Linked DNA regions of Hordeum vulgare: region 2 is linked to region 1. A link is a contact called in public Hi-C data. All regions are on one chromosome and are shown on one strand. Each heading gives the region's core, a stretch centred on a gene start, on an enhancer-like site or on the middle of the called end of the contact. The rest is flanking DNA. Distances are from core to core; before and after follow the strand shown.

What was found. Hi-C and Micro-C count contacts between places; a contact is called where the count stands out from the background.
Region 2: a Hi-C map of leaf shows a contact between it and region 1, with 4 times the contacts expected there. The contact joins the enhancer-like site here to the promoter of LOC123443300 in region 1. A contact is called at or near these places in 3 of 6 Hi-C or Micro-C datasets (leaf and seedling).

The regions. Positions count from the first base shown.
Region 1 is chr3H:147,001,519-147,005,599 of MorexV3_pseudomolecules_assembly, reverse strand. It overlaps LOC123443300 (probable transcription factor GLK2), which reads left to right and starts at 2,587. Exons shown (of 6, transcript XM_045119637.1): 1 at 2,587-3,635. The coding sequence starts at 3,030.
Region 2 is chr3H:147,375,339-147,379,220 of MorexV3_pseudomolecules_assembly, reverse strand. No RefSeq gene overlaps it. Among protein-coding and RNA genes, the nearest start is that of LOC123443300, 370 kb to the right of the region's middle. Within about 2 kb of position 1,995, at least 3 of the 3 cell types and tissues checked have open chromatin away from gene starts, as enhancers often do. A contact at or near this core is called in leaf and seedling, where this site is marked.

The DNA of each region.
Region 1 (4,081 bases), core at 1,338-3,837:
GGCATGACGAGGAAGAAAATCGCAAACTCGTGGGAAGTCGCTCAGACGCCTGCCCCACGGTGGGCGCCAATTGTCGTGGGAACGAGCCTGACAGTAGAGGTTAGGGGTACGTAAGGAGAGGGTAGAGTCCTAGCTACGGCGAGTTTGTACACATGAATGTATGAGTTCAGGCCCCTCTAGTGGAGGTAACAGCCCTACGTCAGAGTGCTTAGGAGCTCTTGCCGTGTGGAATGTGTGTGTCATAGGGGGTGCAAACCCGTGTGCCAGAGGGGAGGGGTGGCTTATATAGAGTGCGCTACCCCTCATCAAGGATCCGGCAATCAAGGGTTCGGTAGTGGAAATAAAGGTGAACATTATTGATAATGTACGTAATAAATGCTACTTATGATGGCCAATCGAATGACTGCTCGTTGGCCTTCCTGGAGTGGTTCTTGATCTTCTACGGTCGACTGGTTTCTCGTTCTTTCGAGTGAAAGACGACTGTCGAATGGAGGGAGAAACCTCCGAGTGGATGTTTTGTCGAGTGACCCATGCGCCATGGTGATTCAGTCGGAGCCTTCCTTGTAATCTTTAAGTCCTCCAATGCAGTGCCCTTGGATATTACATGTAGATTAGGTCTATGACCCTATCTTAGATATATATCCCCATCACCTCTCGCAACGGTGGTGGCGGCCTCTGCCTCGACCAAGAGCGGGGCAGTAGGCGGGCCTCGCGCAACGATGGTGGCGGCCTCTGCCTCGGCCGGGAGCGGGACAGTAGGCGGGCCTCACTTGCAACACTCCGCGGGCATGGTGTACATCCACTACTATCCCTCATGGCCTTCGCCCATCCATCGAACTGAGCAACGGTCAGATGGTGATTAGCCTAAGCAAGGCCTTGCCTGATGCCGTTGTTCAGGCCGTTGGCGTGGCAACGGTGGTGCGGCCTCAGCCTCAGCCGGGAGCGGGACGGGAGGCAGGCCTCGCACACAACGAGCTGTGGACACGGCATGCACAACGCGAGGACGGGGACGGTCACGTGGGGATCAGTCTGAGTAAGGCCTTGCCCGAGGTTATCGTTCAGTCCCGAGCAAGGCCTTGTATGTTCAGACCCTTGACGCGGCAACGACGGCGGTGGCCTCTGCCTTGTCCTGGGATGGGACGGGTGGCGGCGAGGTGGTCCGTTGGTGAAGGTAAGGCAAGCAAAAAAGCAGTTTTTTTCTTTTTTCTTCCAATGACAGATGGACCCCTTACGGCTCCACAAAACATGACAATGTTAACAAACGTCGTTGTTACATGTGAGGTGTTAAGCGGTGCCATGTCGTCCTTACCAGCCATCCCCATCTGTCATAAACGTACTCAAACAAACCAAAGCCGCCGATTATTGTTATTTATAAAATGATTACAGTAGACACAATGCTTTCTGCAAAGAAAATGTAGACTCGTGTTTTCTACTAATCTAGTCTTTAATGTGATGGTTTCTTGCAATTTGCTTCAATAAGTTGTGTAGAGAGTAGAATATAGTGGACGAATAATCCGCCAACACCATATAGCATGCATATGCATGTTTTTTTTTAGAAAAGGAGGTTTCCTCCGGCCTCTGCATCAAAACGATGCACGCAACCACTTTATTTAAGCAATCGAAAATAAACATTCAGAGGTTCGAAACAAGCTCCAAAATAATAAAGACATCCTCATAGGGATAATAAAAATGCCACAACCGGCTATAAAATAGACCTAGATATCTAACCATCTATCCTATTACTGGACCGCCATGCATGTATAAGAGAATTATTTCTGGGTCGAATTCAGGCCCTGTTTGTTTCATAAGTCCTAGGACTTTTTTAAGTCTCAACTTATAAGTCATAAGTCCCTACCTGTTTGTTTACAGGGATTTATAAGTCCCGAGTCCCTACCTGTTTGTTTACAGGGACTTATAAGTTCATGTTGCACCTAATAAAATACACTTGTTCACATAACCATGCGGACCAGAAAACTCCAGCGATGCAGAAACGGGGCGACGGGGGGGAGAACCAACGCAGAAACGGGGCGGCGGGGGGGGGACGAACCGAGGCAGAAAACGGGACGACCGGGCGGCGACGGGCGGGGCGGCGACGGGGCGGGGCGGCGACGGGGCGGGCGGCGACGGGGCGGGGCGGCGACGGACCGGGTGGCGACGGGGCGGGCAGCGACGTGGCGGTGGGGCGGCGGCGACTGGGGCCTGCGAGCGACGAGGGGTAGGGCGGCGGCCACTCGATCGATGCGGGAGACTTTTTCCGCGGGCTAACGAGCAATAAGTCCCAATAAGCTCCTACTAGAGAGTCTTATTTGATAAGTCCCAAATCATCATAATAAGTCCCAATAAGTCTCTTGTGTTTGGTTTAGGTGGGACTTATAGGAACTTTTTTAAGTCCCAAAACCAATAAGTCCCTGGAAACAAACACCCTCTCAGCGTGCAGGTCAGTGAGATAAGGTGAAACAGATAAATACTCGGAGTCTTGGTGTCATGTGCCATCCATGCATACAATTCGGTGGCAGTCGGTGTATAATGTACAGAGCAGTGTGATGTGTGCGTGTGTGTTAGAGAGGGGAGGGGGAAGAACCCTATGACTATGAGAGAGAAATGAGGCAGAGAGCGAGAGAGACCCTATAAAGGGTGGAGAGAGAAATCTCAAGGAGGTTTGTGGTGGACATGCGTCCTCCTCGCTCTCTAATACTCCCAAATCACCACCAAACTAGCCTCAACCTCCTTCCCCATCCCTCTCTCCTCCCTTCTCCCTCCTATCCATTAGAGATCTCCATTGGAGAGAGCTCTACCTGGCCTGCGCCTGCCTGCTGCTCATGCACTGCACTGCCGATCTTGCTACCACACCAAGCCCAGGTTCATAACCGAGTCGCTATATAGCCCGTAGCTCCATCTACCCATCGATCAAGATCGCTGCCATCGTCAAGTCAGCTGAGATTTAGAGTGGTGTTTGGTGCAAAGATTACTTCCAAGTCAATTCGTTCCCATCTCTGCCGATCCTGCAAGCTACGTACGCCGAGATTGGGATGCTTGAGGTGGCCACGCTGCAAAGCCCTAGTCCGGCCATATTCAGCCTCGGCGACCACCATGTCGATGTCGGGTTCCCGGAGGCCACCGTGGAGGACGACGACTTCCTGCTGGACTACATCGACTTCAGCGCGTGCGACATGCCCTTCTTCCACGTCGACGACGGCGACGACGACATCCTCCCCGACCTCGAGGTCGACCCGACCGAGCTCCTCGCCGAGTTCGCCGACGAGCCGACGACGGTGCTGAGCCCAGCGCCAGCGCCAGACGGTTGCGAAACCCACCATCACCATGGCGACGACGAGAAGACGACCGTGGAAACGGAACCACCAGCAGAGATGGACATGGAATTACCAGAAGGCAAGGGCGAGACGAAAGGGCTGTCGTCGTCGTCGGAAGAGAAAGATGTGAAGCAGCAGCACGACAACGACAAGAACAAGAAGAAGAACAACATCGTGGGCGATGAGGTTTGCAGCGCGGTGACGACGGACGATTCTTCCGCTGCGGTCGGGTCCGAGAACAGCAAGTCGTCGGCGTCGGCAGAGGGCCACAGCAAGAGGACGTCGGCAGCCGCAGCGACCAAGAGCTCCCACGGCAGGCGGAAGGTGAAGGTACTGCCCTGCATTCTCTCACAGTCTCTCTCACTAGCCCTAGCTCCACCTCCACGGTATACGCATAATTAAGCTCGGTTAACCGTATGCGGGGGGGGGGGGGGGGGGGGGGAGAATGAAAGAAAGGGATAAAGTCTATAGAGTCCAATCGATCTGCACATGACGCTGCCCGTCTGGCGTAAACTCTGACATAATCTTTCTCACGATCGGCGACACCTCCTGCGAGGCAGACGCAGATCTGAGTGACCCAGGACCCAAGAAATCACGAGAGACCTAGCTGTAGCGGTCGATCGTAGCAGCACGAGGCATGGGCATGGCCCTGGCCCTGCATCTGCATGGTACAGCCGCGGCGAATCAGCAGCTCGTGATTGCCTCCGTCGCGAGGAGCTGATCGCCTTTGACGCTCGCGCGCGGCTGCTGGGTTCGTTCGTACTCGTACT
Region 2 (3,882 bases), core at 746-3,245, 370 kb before region 1:
TTATGATTGCCCGACCTATGCATGACTACGACGCACAAGCAAAGAAAGTATGATCAAACATCGGACTTATACATTTCTCCATATATAACCGTACTAATAATGGGTAACGTAGTGTGTGCATATGTCATAACTGTATAACTGTGACAGTACTTTTCTAGAACTATAATTATTTAAATACAGAAAAAATATTTTTTATAAAAGACGTTTTATGAATTCATGATGTAGCGCAAGGGATAGAAAATATAGTACCAGTAAGAAATGGAGTGACCCATTTCGTTCGTCGTCGTTCGTTTGAGTTGGCGCGAAAAAAGTAGGAGACCCAACGTGCCGTCCCAAACCCAAATTGAGTTCGCTTTGTGTCCGTGCCGACGCATTTGCGGTCTAAATTTACGCCTCAAATGCGTCGGTGCGGACGGCAAACAGACGCCACCCGTGCCTTTTCGGTGTCCGCTGCGTCCCTACCTAACGGTCGCCCAACTGCTCACGGGCTACCTGGTCAGCTTAATTTATGACCTCGGACCCACGTGTCAGCGACGACGGTCGTCTTTTTCTAAACCGCCCGTACGGCGGGGCCGTGCTCATCTGCTTTTAGCCAGCCCCCGTCCCCATCTAGGCACACTCGCTCCCCCGTCGCCGGCAAACGCTATACATCCCAGCCGTGCTGGATGGGCTCTTCTCCGGCGCCAATGGCAGCAAGGGCAAGGGTAAGTCCCCCGTCAATCCTTTTCCCTCGGAGTTCCTCTCGCCTTTGTCGGCGTCAGCTCGCGAGCCGAGGCAGCGCGTCAACGTGCCAGTGCACCAGGCGGAGTGGCGCTGACACCACCCCGCCGTCCCTTGCCAAAGACGAGCCGGAGCCTGAGCCGATCGAGCGCTACTCCTGGACGGGAGTAGTGCACGAGTGGGTCAGTGCACCACCGGTCCGGGTTGGGGCGACGCCAGCGCAGGAGGCGGCATACTCGAACATCGACGCAAGCAACGACTGGTCGAGGAGTGCCGCCACGGCGAGTACCTCGAGATGCTCGAGCACGACACCGAGGAGGAGGTGCGCCAGGCCGCGGAATAGCCCGCGCCCGATATGAACGCCTTGTGGAACACGACGTTCCCCTGGGACGGACTTCCGCCGATGCTCATCGACTTCACGGACCTCCAGGACGACGACCACGAGGCCTAGGGCAGCGCGTCTACTCGTAGTTTAGGTTGTTTTTAATTTTGTTAAATGCAAATATGAACGTGTGGATTCTCGTCGGTCTTTGTGGTCGGCTTTAATGTTTAATTAATGTTATTATTATTTTAAATGTGCATGCATTTTCTTTCTCGCGTCGTTAAAATGGGTCGGGTCAGCGATGGACGCATGCGCTGACCCAAACGCAAAAGTCGACGTTTATGTCCGTCTGACCGACCCAAACGAACAAAACCGGATAAAATCACCGTTTGTTTGGATCAGTCGTTGGACTTGCTCTAAGTATGTGCCCGACATATGCATGACTACGACGCACAAGCAAAGCAAGTATGATCAAACATCGGATTTATACATTTCTCCATATATATAACCGTACTAATAATTGGTACGGTAACAGGCCTCGTGTGAGGACTCGAGGATGTGAGGAAACAACGTAGACGCAGAGAAAAGTAAACGTTTTCGTCGGCAAGCCAGCCCAATGTCACAGCAGCACCCTCGATCGAACCCGTGGGGGTGCGCCATTGGATGCTGCTCTTGCTGTACAAGGCGCAAGTCCATGCCCTGAATCATGAGCGCCGAGAATGTCTATCCCGATCCGCTGCGCCGATTTGAAAGAAAGCGGTCCGCTCCAGCCAAGATGCGGAAGGACGATTCCGCTTCCACCTCGCCGCCGTACGCTTCACCACAAAACCCAGCGGAAATACGAGCGTCACGCAAAGGGGGCGGGCAGAAGAAGACGCGCGTATGGACACCGTGGGAAAAGATTCAAGGGACAAGTAGCGTAGTACGTGCCGCGGCCCCTCGCGGCAGACCAGAGCTCTTTTTATCGTGCACAGACACGGAGAGGCGGACAGGCTCCCGCTGCCATGTATCGCCGTCGCTGTCCCACCCTCTCTTTGGCTCGCACGGACGCTCCCGTTCACGAGTCGCTCTCCCCTCGTTCGCTCTGCGAGATGCATGCCTGGCTGCCGGTGGCGCGCCCGTAGGCTTCGTGAGGGAATGGACAAAGGGGCGACCGGGTGGCATCTACTGGTACTGTGCCTGTGTGGACCACCAAGATGTGCGCTTGGCTTGTGATTTTCATATGGAACCATTAAATTCAACTGCCCATCCACTGTTTCCATGAAACAACAGCCTTTTTTTTAAGACAGTACTTCCTCCGTCACAGTATATTGAGCGTATCTTCAAAACGATAATTTTTCATAATTAAAAGGAAATAAGGCGCATTGCATTAATTAGCCTATTAATTGGGGTATTTTAAAAACCGTCTCCATCAATGCATGCAAGGAAGTCGTTCGTTTAGTGGACGGGGTACTAATGCATCAGTCTTGTGATTAATTAGGCGCTTTTTACAGCTCGCCGGCTCGGTTTTTCCTATCAATAGAAAAACATTTATGTCCGAGAAGCCCTCTGAGATACGTCCAATATAATGTGATGGAGGGAGTAGAAGAGTTGCTGTGATTTCATTAAGCCATTAAATTCAACTGTCCATCCACTGTTTCCATGGAACAACATCCTATTTTTTTAAAAGAAAAAAGGCAGTAGAAGAGTTGCTGTGATTTTATTAAGTAGAAGAAAGGCCGACGGCCAAATACAACATGAGGTCATAGATCAAGGAAAAAAATTGTAAAATACAACTGCTGTCGGCTTTGTGAGGCAACCTAGAGAGCCGAGTCTAAGGTTTTAGCTCGGATCAAAAGGTATTGGGCATCCTGCCAGTTACCAAGTGGCAGCTTCATCTCTTATTCCATTAACAAGCATTGCTACCGGTTTCTCCTTGTGAAAATCCCGCGATTACGTTTCACCCATAGTTACTAGCAGATCATCATTGCGAGTGCCTTTGCCCCTTTCCTTCGTCTTGCGTCCTAGCCTTTTGAACTTATACACTCAAGCCACTCACTGAGAGATCCCTCAGCATTTCGAAGTTGCTGATTATAAGGATGGCATGCCTGTTGTGACGGCCATGGCATCCCAGACCTTCCTCGACCAAAGGCATTCTGAGAGAAGATGGGTGGTCGTCTCAAGGCAGCGGATGCATAATGTGCAGAAGTAATTATTTTCCCATCCTCTCAGAAGCAGCACATCCGTAGTGAGGATCTTGTTTTGCATGGCCATCCATAGAAAAATCTTGCACTTGGTAGGCGCCTAAGTCCGCCATACAGTGGTGTATAGTTGATAGTTAGTCAGACCTTCGAATTGAAAATGGTAGGATGATCTGAAGGAGTATGTTCCATCAGTTGTCAACTGCCACATGACGGAGTCGTTTACCATTGGGTTCAGTTGTATTTGTTCCAAAAGAGCGGAGAGCTCAGCGAGCTCATCAATCATGTCATCACTCCATTGGCACTACAGATCATGAAGCCAATTATACTGTAAATACGCATCATAGACACTTCTTCCTTTTCTGCATGAGCCCTCAAACAGCGCTGGTGCAATATCCCTTGGCGCCATCCCGTGAAGCCAAGCATTCTTCCAGAATAGCGCAGTTTTTCCGTCCCTGATGTTTATTTTTGTAGCGCCGACAAAGATCACAAAATCCTTATCATCACAGGGCCCACCCGCGCCAACAATCGGAATATTTGCGGCGGACCATCTTAGCTAAATCCATCTTATTCTGAGCGCAAGCGCAAATGTATCCATGTCAAGCAGCCCAAGACCTCCCAACTGGTTGGGGGTGGCAGATAACCTCCTATTTTACCCTC